2 separate regions of the Oncorhynchus mykiss genome follow, and region 2 is linked to region 1. Evidence: chromatin contacts called from public Hi-C data. All regions are on one chromosome and are shown on one strand. The core of a region is the stretch at or near the end of the contact, and the rest is flanking DNA. Distances in the headings are between cores, read along the strand shown.

Region 1 (5,428 bases), core at 934-3,433:
TTGCAAAAAAACGTATATAACATAAACATACTGTTGACACATAGGCTATGGTGTAATATAATGTTTGCCTTGTGTGGTAGGTTTTGTGGGTTTTGACACTCTTATGTAGGTGTCATAACCAGCCCTAAAATAACACAATATGTCACAACAGGTCTAAATATTGTCATGATAGTGTTATGACCATATTGTTACAGGTTATGACAAGTTATGTCAGCTCTTATGACATGTTATTACATGGTTATGACCATGTCATAACGTATTATGTCGCTGAGTGTCAAGTAAACTGTTACCGGTGGCTTTGCAAGCTCAGACAAGGTTAACACATTCAAATGATTGTTTTACTGCTAGCATGTAAGATGCTTACCTGAGGAAGCTGGGCAATGATGCGGTCCCTTCGAACAGGAGGCAGCACACTCATGGATGGCACCCGGACAGACATTAGGCCAAGATAACAGTGATCAGAGAGACCTACAGGGTAAAAAACAAATAAGGGGAGAGAGAGATTTAGGTTTTATTAACATGAAAATTATTAGCAAGAGTAGCCTATGCCACGTGGTATGACAAGCCACTACATGTAACTCCTACATTCTGGAGATGATCCACTAATCTCTGTTTTAATCCTATTGTTCTGTGCACAAAGACAAATATTTACTGGAAGCTATTTACAACAATATAGCTAGTTCATATTGAACCGAGAATAGATTGCAAAAAATAGTCTTGCTGCTTTTTTATAATTGTAATCATGCTCTCCAAGAACCAAAACACGGGGACACATTGAAACATGACCCCCCAAGATGGTTAAACCAAACCGAAGTTGTCTACAAAGGCTAAATAAAAAAGCTGCTAACTGCAACAGAGTCCAAGCGGGGATGTCACTGGACTTACATACCTTGTAACGGGACGGGACGAAGTTCTTTCGTCACGGAGCAGAAACCGTTTTTCAGTCAATAAAAACAATGCTTTGACTTTTAGTCTGGTTTCTAGATTTGAGGATTTCACATAAATTAACCCCAATCTTTCCAAAACACTCAACGTATTTGCTTACACCAAATAGACTCGATCTACGGAAGTGAGTGGGGAAAAACGTAGTCTGCAAATGATTTCGTTTTTTAGGCGGACCACTGACTCTGACTCACCTCCAGGTTCGAGTTGGAATTTGGGAAGTATGTTCAGCGCGGGTCGAGTCCCCCTGGCGGCAGATATCTTTGGACACAGTGTAGCACAAACAGGCAATTTTATTTGCAATATTGTTTATTATACAGAATCATGTAGGCTACAAACCAACATTAAAGTCATTGGCACCCTACTCCGATGATAGAACGCTGGGTTTTCTGACCTTTGATAATTACTGTAGACCTACGTTGCTTTGCCACTTTTTCTATATGCTATGCTCATCGACACTTCCTGTCTCGTGGATACAGGGAGGTGACTGTTGTCTTACCAGTAGTAGCCAATGGAAAATTACAATTAGGCAGGATTTTAACTCAAAATCTTGCAAAACACAGTACATTTAGTTTTGAAGCTTCATTTCTGGAGGTGGTCTATTCGTCTTGCATTTGCACCAGCATTCATAAACTATTTAGTTCAGACTTTCTTAAAGTGGGTCGCGACGAGTGAGAGTAAATGTATAATTATTTCATAAATTATTAGAATTGATTTAGCCAAGTGCATCTGCGCTCTCTGTTCGGTGCGCTCTCTGCTTAATCTTAAACAGGAGGTCTTTGCTCAGTTTGGCAGCTGCGCGAGTGTGCTTCGCGGTTTACCGGATCTTTTTTTCTGCTGTATTCTTGAAGATCACTCCGCGACACACACGATGCAGCGCTGTGGGTCAACAGCAGATGATGCGCTGTCTGCCATCGACTTGTCATTCCCACTCGCCATCACTCGCCGCTGTCATCAAATGGACTCATGCTAGCTACAAGTTCTGACTTACTGAGCTCAATTGTCATGAAACGCATATACAGCGATTAATTTCTTTCTCTTTCATACAAACGTATAACGAAGAGCGCCTACATTGTGTTTTGTGTGTGGAAGGGCTTAGTAATGAGTCTCTTCACGAACAAATTAATAAAATGACACGTCTTGACCATACATTCACAGCATGATGGTAAACTGGGAGTTATTTCAAAACGGCATAACGTAAATTCACGTAAGCCTTGGTCCGTACAATTGCCCTTATTTTAGCGCCCCAAAAACGTAATACTTCCAGATCAACTGTAATGTCAATACCATTGTAAAGCACAATTTCTCCCCTTTCCAACAGAATCAATTACATGACCTAAACGCTGCCCGTTTCTGCATAATTCAAACAGGCAATGAGCCCGTTGGGTCTTTTTTTAAATGGCGGGTGGGGAAGCGAAACTAATGTGTGATAGTGAGAAAGAGAGATGATGTGTGGGAAAATTGCTTTTTTTCCACTGAGCTGTCCAACTTATCACCTTATCGCCTCTGAAATGTAAATATAACACTATAAAGAGTTTATATAATGTGTCATTACATACCTATTTGAATGTTTGTGTCAAATTTGAAACGGGTTTTTAGGGCGGTGCTAAAGTGATCTTCGAAAGTAAACAGCGGCTTTGAGAATGATGATCGCATGCAATGATGACGAAAAAAATTACTAGCTATCCCCCCCTTACCCCCTTCACTGTCCATTTCTTGTTTTTAAAGGGTGATATAAGTGCTACACCTGGTGGAGAGAGGCTGTAAGACAGAATTAGTTGCCTAATGCGTGCTGTATGTTACGACATGAGACATCAAGATGTAACGAAGGGTCAGTTTTTTCAACTTTTCTCCAATACTATAGAGCCATTACCATTTCGATCAACGCTTGAATGGAAACCTAGTTCACACCCCCGATTTTGACGTCAACACAGTCGCTACAGTCCCATTAGTTTTCTTTGTAGCCTCATTTGAATGTTGCGGTTGCGCACATTTGTACTGAATGGGGTGAGTTTACATTAATGCTTCAGGAAACAGTGCTTCGACAGTGGAAAAGTAAGTTAGCTAGTAAGCTATTGCTGTCATTTTATAACAGGTGGTGAATGATAAGCAGAAATAAGGGAGTACTAACTAACTCTCATAGTAGTAGATGTGAGTTTCTCTTTCAAACAATCCGCTGGCCTTGTACACAGCTAATAGCCAACATTCACCAAAGCAAGCTAGCTACTGATAGTGTAACCCTAGTAACGGTACAGATGAAGATGAAAGATGATAAGGCCAGTACATCTTACTGTATAAATTATTGTTGAAAAGTACTCTAGGTTGGAACTGTTGCTGTTAAAATACAATAATAATTGTTATTCTTAACTGGAATTAACTGATTGAAGCAAAATGCTTTTGAGGCAAACACAGTTCTGGGTTGCTCATCTACAGCAGGAAGCGGTCTCCTGACTGACTGAGAAAGCAGTATATGTATATGTTCTGGGCCAGTTTGTCACCACATATAGTTGAAGTCGGAAGTTTACATACACTTAGGTTGGAGTCATTAAAACTTGTTTTAGTTAAAGCTTGATCGCAAATGGGTCTTCCAAATGGACAATGACCCCAAGCATACATCCAAAGTCGTGGAAAAGTGGCTTAAGGACAACAGAGTCTAGGTATTTGTATGGACCATCTCAAAGTCCTGACCTCAATCCCACAGAAGATGTGTAGGCGGAACTGAAAAAGCATGTGTGAGCAAGGAGGCCTACAAACCTGACTCAGTTACACCAGCTCTGTCAGGAGGAATGGGCCAAACTTCACCGAACTTATTGTGGGAAGCTTGTGGAAGGCGACCCAAAACCTTTGACCCAAATTAAACAATTTAAAGGAAATGCTACCAAATACTAATTGAGTGTATGTAAACTTCTGGGAATGTGATGAAATAAATAAAAGCTGAAATAAATCATTCTCTATCCTATTATTCTGACATTTCACATTCTTAAAATAAAGTGGTGATCCTAACTGACCAAAGACAGGGAATTGTTACTAGGATTAAATGTCAGGAATTGTGAAAAACTGAGTTTAAATGTATTTGGCTAAGATGTAAACATCCGACTTCAACTGTACATATGCGAGTCATGGTTCTCAACTCTAACATACTTTTAAAAAAACAAGTACACAAACAGTTTCAAGGCTGAGCATAACCTCAGTGTTGTACTGTTACTTAGGGTTGCACTATCAAAAACTGAGCCTGTGTGTGTGTTCTGTTTTTCATCTGTGTGATGTGATCAATCCGTTTATTCCAGTACAGATTGAAAATGATTTATTGTATTTTAACAGCAACAGTTCCAACCTAGACCGATATGTAAGAGTGTTTTTAATGGAGGAAAATAAACATTTATAGATATTTATATGGATATTTAATTTCATTGTTGTTCGTTTTTGACTATATTGCATTTGTTTTAGGCATACGGGCAATGAAATGTACCAATATTTATGTATAGTTGCATATTTTCTTAAACTTGGGTCCCAGGAAAACACTGAATTTCTCACTTGGGTCCCAGGCTGAAGTTTAAGAACCCCTGCTTTAGTTCATACAAAACAGCTCTAGAGGGCAGCATAGATCCATGAAGTATTTTATCTTTATGAATGGGACTATAATTCAAAACAGTTAGGCAAAGTATTCCTTCCTTAACAAATTGTCTTTATTTGTTTAACAGATCATAAAGTTGCATTCAACAAACAAATGGCTTTTACAAAGCTTTAATAAGGTACATAAAATAAACAATTAAAATCAGATATGTAATCTTCGAGTCACTCAATTACTTTATAATTTATTTTTTCTTAAGCTACATTAGACTTTTTACAGTAAGTAACCGTAAGGCATGTTCTGTAAATGTTCACGGCATACCATTACATTTCAACATCTGTTTGGTTGTATTCTGCAATGTTTTTATTTTTTTTACTATTTGGAAAAAGCCCATATAGCTCTTCAAATAAAAAAATAAAAAGGTATTTATTTAACCTTTATTTAACTAGGCGAGTCAGTTAAGAACAAATTCTTATTTACATAGACGGCCTACCCTGGCCAAACCCTAACCCGGACGAAGCTGGGCCAAATGTGCGCCACCCTATGGGACCCCCAATCACGTCCGGTTGTGATACAGCCTGGAATCGAACCAGGGTCTGTAGTGACACCTCTAGCACTGAGATGCAGTTCCTTAGACCGCTGTGCCACTCATGAGCCCCCCCCCCCCAAAAAAACAGGCACTGACCATTTATTGTACACAGTTGTTCTACATATATTTCTGTCCACATCATTCAGTCCAGCCAGCCCAGAGTCACATCTATACAGTGTTTGGGAGTAGTGAACTAACTATACTGAATAAAAGTATAAATGCAAGATGTAACAATTTCAAAGATTTTACTGAGTTACAGTTCATATAAAGAAGTCAGTCAAAATAAATAAATAAATTACAGATACCTTTAAAATTAAAAAGGCACT
Region 2 (5,199 bases), core at 1,790-4,289, 380 kb after region 1:
TTAATTTATCACCGAATCACAGCTTACTTCGCCAAAAGAAGTCAGGGTATATGCAACAGTTTGGGCTGCCTGGCTCGTTGCAAACTAATTTGCCAGAATTTTACATAATTATGACATAACATTGAAGGTTGTGCAATGTAACAGCAATATTTAGACTTAGGGTTGCCACCCGTTTGATAAAATACAGAACGGTTCCATATTTCACTGAAAGAATAAACATATAGTTTTCATATTAATGACCATTGGCTCGTATTTGTGTTTGTTATATTATAATTAAGTCTATGATTTGATATAGCAGTGGTAGGCAGCAGCAGGCTCGTAAGCATTCATTCAAACTTGACTGTTTGCCAGCAGCTCTTAGCAATGCATGATTACAGCGCCGTTTATGACTTCAAGCCTATCAGCTCCTGAGATTAGGCTGGCAATACTAAAGTGCCTATTAGAACATCCAATAGTCAAAGGTATATGATATACAAATGGTAGAGAGAAATAGTCGACGCGTCATAATACCTATAATAACTGCAACCTAACATTTCTTTACTGGGAATATTGAAAAACCAGCTTTCATATGTTCTGAGCAAGGAACTTAAACGTTAAGCTTTTTATTTTATTTTTACATGGCACATATTGCACTTGTACGTTCTCCAACACTGTTTTTGCATTATTTAAACCAAATTGAGCACGTTTCATTATTTATTTGAGCCTAAATAAATAAAATCGATGTATTATATTAAGTTAAAAAAATTTTTTAAAGTGTTCACTCAGTGTGGTTGTAATTGTCATTATTTCAAATATATAAAAAAAATTGCCCGATTAATTGGTATTGGCTTTTTTTTTGCTATCCAATAAAATCGGTATCGGCGTTGAAAAATCATAATCGGTCGACCTCTAATACCAACCCTACCTTGTCACAACACAACTGATTGGCTCAAACACATTGAGGAAAGAAATTCCAAAAATTAACATTTAACAAGGCACACCTGTTAATAGAAATCCAATCCAGGTGACTATCTCATGAAGCTGGTTAAGAGAACGCCAATTGTGTGCAAAGTTGTCATCAAGACAAAAGGTGGCTACTTTATAGAATATAAAATATATTTTGATTTGTTTAACACTTTTTTGGTTACTACATGATTCCGTGTGTTATTTAATAGTTTATGTCTTCACTATTATTCTACAATGTAGAAAATAGTCAAAATAAAGGAAACCCCTTGAATGAATAGGTGTCCAAACTTTTGACTGGTACTGTATGTTAACAATATGTCCACCTTATTTTAAATGAATGGGCCTACCATCCTGTTTTTTTATTTAATTTAATTCCATATAGTAATTTGCGTAATAAGTACCTATTTTGCATGAAGTCGTATAAAAATTTGATTCTAATATATGAAATTGTTGCAAACGTACTTTTGCACAAAGCACAAAGATTTGTTAATATGACCACCCTACCTTAACTTTGTCTTAAATTACTGTAATTGTGTACTGACTCATTTCCATAATATCAGTTTAATTGCATACATTTTACTTGTATTTGAATCAACTCTGATTTATTGATTTAATCCTTATTTAACTTGGCACGTTAAATTCTTATTTACAATGACGGCCTACACTGGCCAAACCCGACGACGCTGGGCCAATTGGGAGTCCTATAGGGCGGCGCACAATCACGGCCTGTTGTGATACTGCCTGGATTCGAACCATGGTGTCTGTGGTGACGCCTCAAGCAATGAGGTGCAGTGCCTTAGACCGCTGCGACACTCGCTACTAAAAATGACATTACATTTGGCCACCCTACCTTGAGATATTGGGCAAAACCTGTTGAAATATAGACTACTTACAGATGGATTTGAGGCCATTATTGATTTGGGATTAACAATGACCAGTCCACAACCTTTTCGATCACTTGTAAATGAGATCTCAACAACTGTAAATCCCTAATCTCATAGTGTTCCTGAGAAGCATGTCTATAAAATTGAGGACAAAGTATAATACCAAAAGCAGTTTAATTTTGACCCTTAACACCCTAGTTACATGACTCACCTGAGACAATGACCCTATACTCGGAGCGTCTGGATGGCGGCCCGTATCTGCCTCTAGGAGCGCCACCAACGCCCCCACCACCACCACCACCTCCACCAAAACCGCCTCGCCCCCCACCCCTTCCGCTCCGAGGGAATTCAACTCGCAGCCGATAACCGTCGTAGTCATAGCCGTCTCGTCCGTACACTGCATCGTCTGCGTCCCTGAAAAAGTGATAATAGAAAAATATTGCTAAACAATCGTCCACACAGCACTCTGCGGTGTGCCTCATTAGCATATTATATGTTACCAGTAGTTAACCGGCCCAACTTAACGCCACGATTTACGATAGTTTGGTCGGCTAGCCACAAACAAAGACACCTTCACAACATGTAAATGCCGAAACGGAAGCAACTAGCTATCAGGCCAATTGATGTTACTGTACATTCCTAAAACGAAAATAGATAGTTACGGTAGAAACATGTGCAGAGAAGATTCACGTTGTCGCATGAGCAGATAACGTTAGAGCAGTGCACGAGTTGCTAACAAGCTAGCCTTTAACGTTAGCTACCTGGGATCTTCAAATTCGATGAAGGCAAAGGGAGGTCCCCCTCTCCGATTTTTCAAATCGATGTCTCGAATAGCTCCGTATTTGTAGAACACGTCCTCGACATCTTTAGTGCGAATATCAGGAGGTAGATTTCCGACATAAATTCGACAATCGTTATTTCCTGCGGGGCCTCGCACGACGCCTCCCGACATGTTAGCTAGCAAGCTAACGTTAGCTAGTTTCTTTTAGCGGTAGGTTGAAATAAAAAGCGATTTCGCGCAAGACGGTATTCAAGTATATCACCGCCGATTAGAAATTAATTTGAGTATAGTACACAAACACTGCTGAAAACACGAAATAAGGTATCACTCGCGCTTAAAGTTGTGTACTAGATAGCTACGCTTCTCCGCGAGGGCATTCATGAACACCAGAAATGTGCCCAGTAGAGAACTAGAAATGGCTACGTCCGCCAAATAAAATAGTCCACGGTAATACAATCTGTAAAAGAGACCTGGGTCTCAGTATGCCTCCCTTATAGAATACATGTCAAATTAATAAATTAACGCTGGTGTGTGATATTGGTATGATTACGCGAATAATTTCAGGTGATCAGATTCTTAGATAATGATTGTTTGGACATTTTCATCTTGCAATTTTAAATCATCATTATTTATAATTTGCCTAATGAGTAGTGTCCAGCAACCTATTATTATAGGTAGACGGCCTACACCAATAATAGTGACTTCACAAGTGAGTGTGCATCTAAAGTATACAGACACTACATTGATTATGAATTAGGACCTTGGAGCCTAATATACTATATCAACAACCTCTCCCTCAACGTGATCAAGACAAAGGACATGATCGGGGACTACAGGAAAAGGAGGGCCAAGCATACTCCCATTGTCATTGATGGGGGCTGTAGTGGAGCAGATTGAGAGCTTCAAGGTCCTTGGTGTCCACATCACCTATTATCATGGTCCAAACATACCAAGACAGTCGTGAAGAGGGCACGACAACGGCAATTCCCCCTAAGGAGACTGAAAAGTTTTGGCATGGGTCCTCTGATCCTCAAAAATTTCTACAGCTGCACCATCGAGAGCATCCCACTCTGGTTGCATCACCTCCTGGTATGGCAACTGCTTGCATTCCGACTGTAAGGGGCTACAGGCCAGTACATCACTTGGGCCAAGCTTCCTGGCATCCAGGACATCTATAACTGTCAGTGGAAGGCCCTAAAAATTCCTGAAGACTCCAGCCACCCTAGCTATGCCGCACGGCAAGCGGTACTGGAGTGCCAAGTCTAGGTCCAAAAGGCTTCTTAACAGCTTCTACCCCCAAGCAATAAGACTGCTGAACAGCTAATCAAATGGCTACTCGGACTATTTGCTTTGACCCACCTCCCTTTTTTACACCGCTCCTACTCACTGTTTATTATCTATGCATAGTCACTTTACCTACTGTACATGTACATATTACCTTAATTACATCGACAAACCTGTACCTCCACACATTGACTTGGTACCGGTACCCCCTGTATATAGCCTCATTATTGTTATTTTATTGTTTCTCTTTTATTTTTTTACTTTAGTTTATTTAGTAAAATTTTTCTTAACTCTTATTTTTCTTAAAATTGCATTATTGGTTAAGGTCTTGTAAGTAAGCATTTCACAGTAAGGGCTACACCGAAAACGTGGATGCCGATTAAGAGCCCCCCGCACTTCTCTAATTCAGAGGGCTTGGGTTAAATGCGGAAGGCACATTTCAGTTGAACAACTGACTAGATATCCCCCTTTCCCTTACCTGTTGTATTTGTCACACGTGACAAATACAACTTGATTTGATCATCAACTACAATCTTTGGGCCAGTAGATGGTGCCATGGACCAATTTATATGAAAGTAAATCAGACGACAAGCTACAAATAGCCTACTAGTTTATGGGTGAGGATAAATTAACTAAGAATATTTTCCAGATACACTACCGTTCAAAAGTTTGGGGTCATTTATAAAAGTCCTTGTTTTTGAAAGAAAATCAATTTTTTTGTCCATTAAAATAACATAACCTTTTTCAGAAATACAGTGTAGACATTGTTAATGTTGTAAATGACTATAAGATGGAATATCTACATGTAGGCGTACAGAGGCCCATAATCAGCAACTATCACTCCTGTGTTCCAATGACACGCTGTGTTAGCTAATCCAAGTTTATAATTTTAAAAGGCTAATTGAGAAAAACCTTTTGCAATTATGTTAGCACAGCTGAAAACTGTTGTACTGATTGAAGAAGCAAAAAAACTGCCCTTCTTCGACTAGTTGAGTATCTGGAGCATCAGCATTTGTGGGTTCGATTACAGGCTCAAAATGGTCAGAAACAAAGCACTTTCTTTTGAAAGTTGTCAGTCTATTCTTGTTCTGAGAAATGAAGGCTATTCCATGCGAGAAATATGAAGCTGTAGGTTGAGGACTTGTGAGGGGTCTGTTTCTCAAACTAGACACTCTAATGTACTTTTCCTCGTGCTCAGTTGTGCACCGGGGCCTCCCACTCTATCTATTCTGGTTAGAGACAGTTTGCGCTGTTTTGTGAAGGGAGTAGTACACAGCGTTGTACGAGATCTTCAGTTTGTTGGCA

The links. A called contact is a pair of places that touch in the nucleus more often than the background predicts.
Region 2: a contact with region 1 is called in a Hi-C map of liver, with 6 times the contacts expected there. The contact joins the promoter of LOC110503923 here to the promoter of LOC110503908 in region 1. A contact is called at or near these places in 2 of 3 Hi-C or Micro-C datasets (blood and liver).

Annotation. Positions count from the first base shown.
Region 1 is chr24:18,067,377-18,072,804 of USDA_OmykA_1.1, forward strand. It overlaps LOC110503908 (ras-related protein Rab-34), which reads right to left and starts at 2,184. Exons shown (of 12, transcript XM_036961744.1): 1 at 1,442-2,184; 2 at 1,137-1,203; 3 at 365-468. The coding sequence starts at 1,510.
Region 2 is chr24:18,444,514-18,449,712 of USDA_OmykA_1.1, forward strand. It overlaps LOC110503923 (serine/arginine-rich splicing factor 1A), which reads right to left and starts at 3,040. Exons shown (of 4, transcript XM_021582575.2): 1 at 2,591-3,040; 2 at 2,041-2,243. The coding sequence starts at 2,781.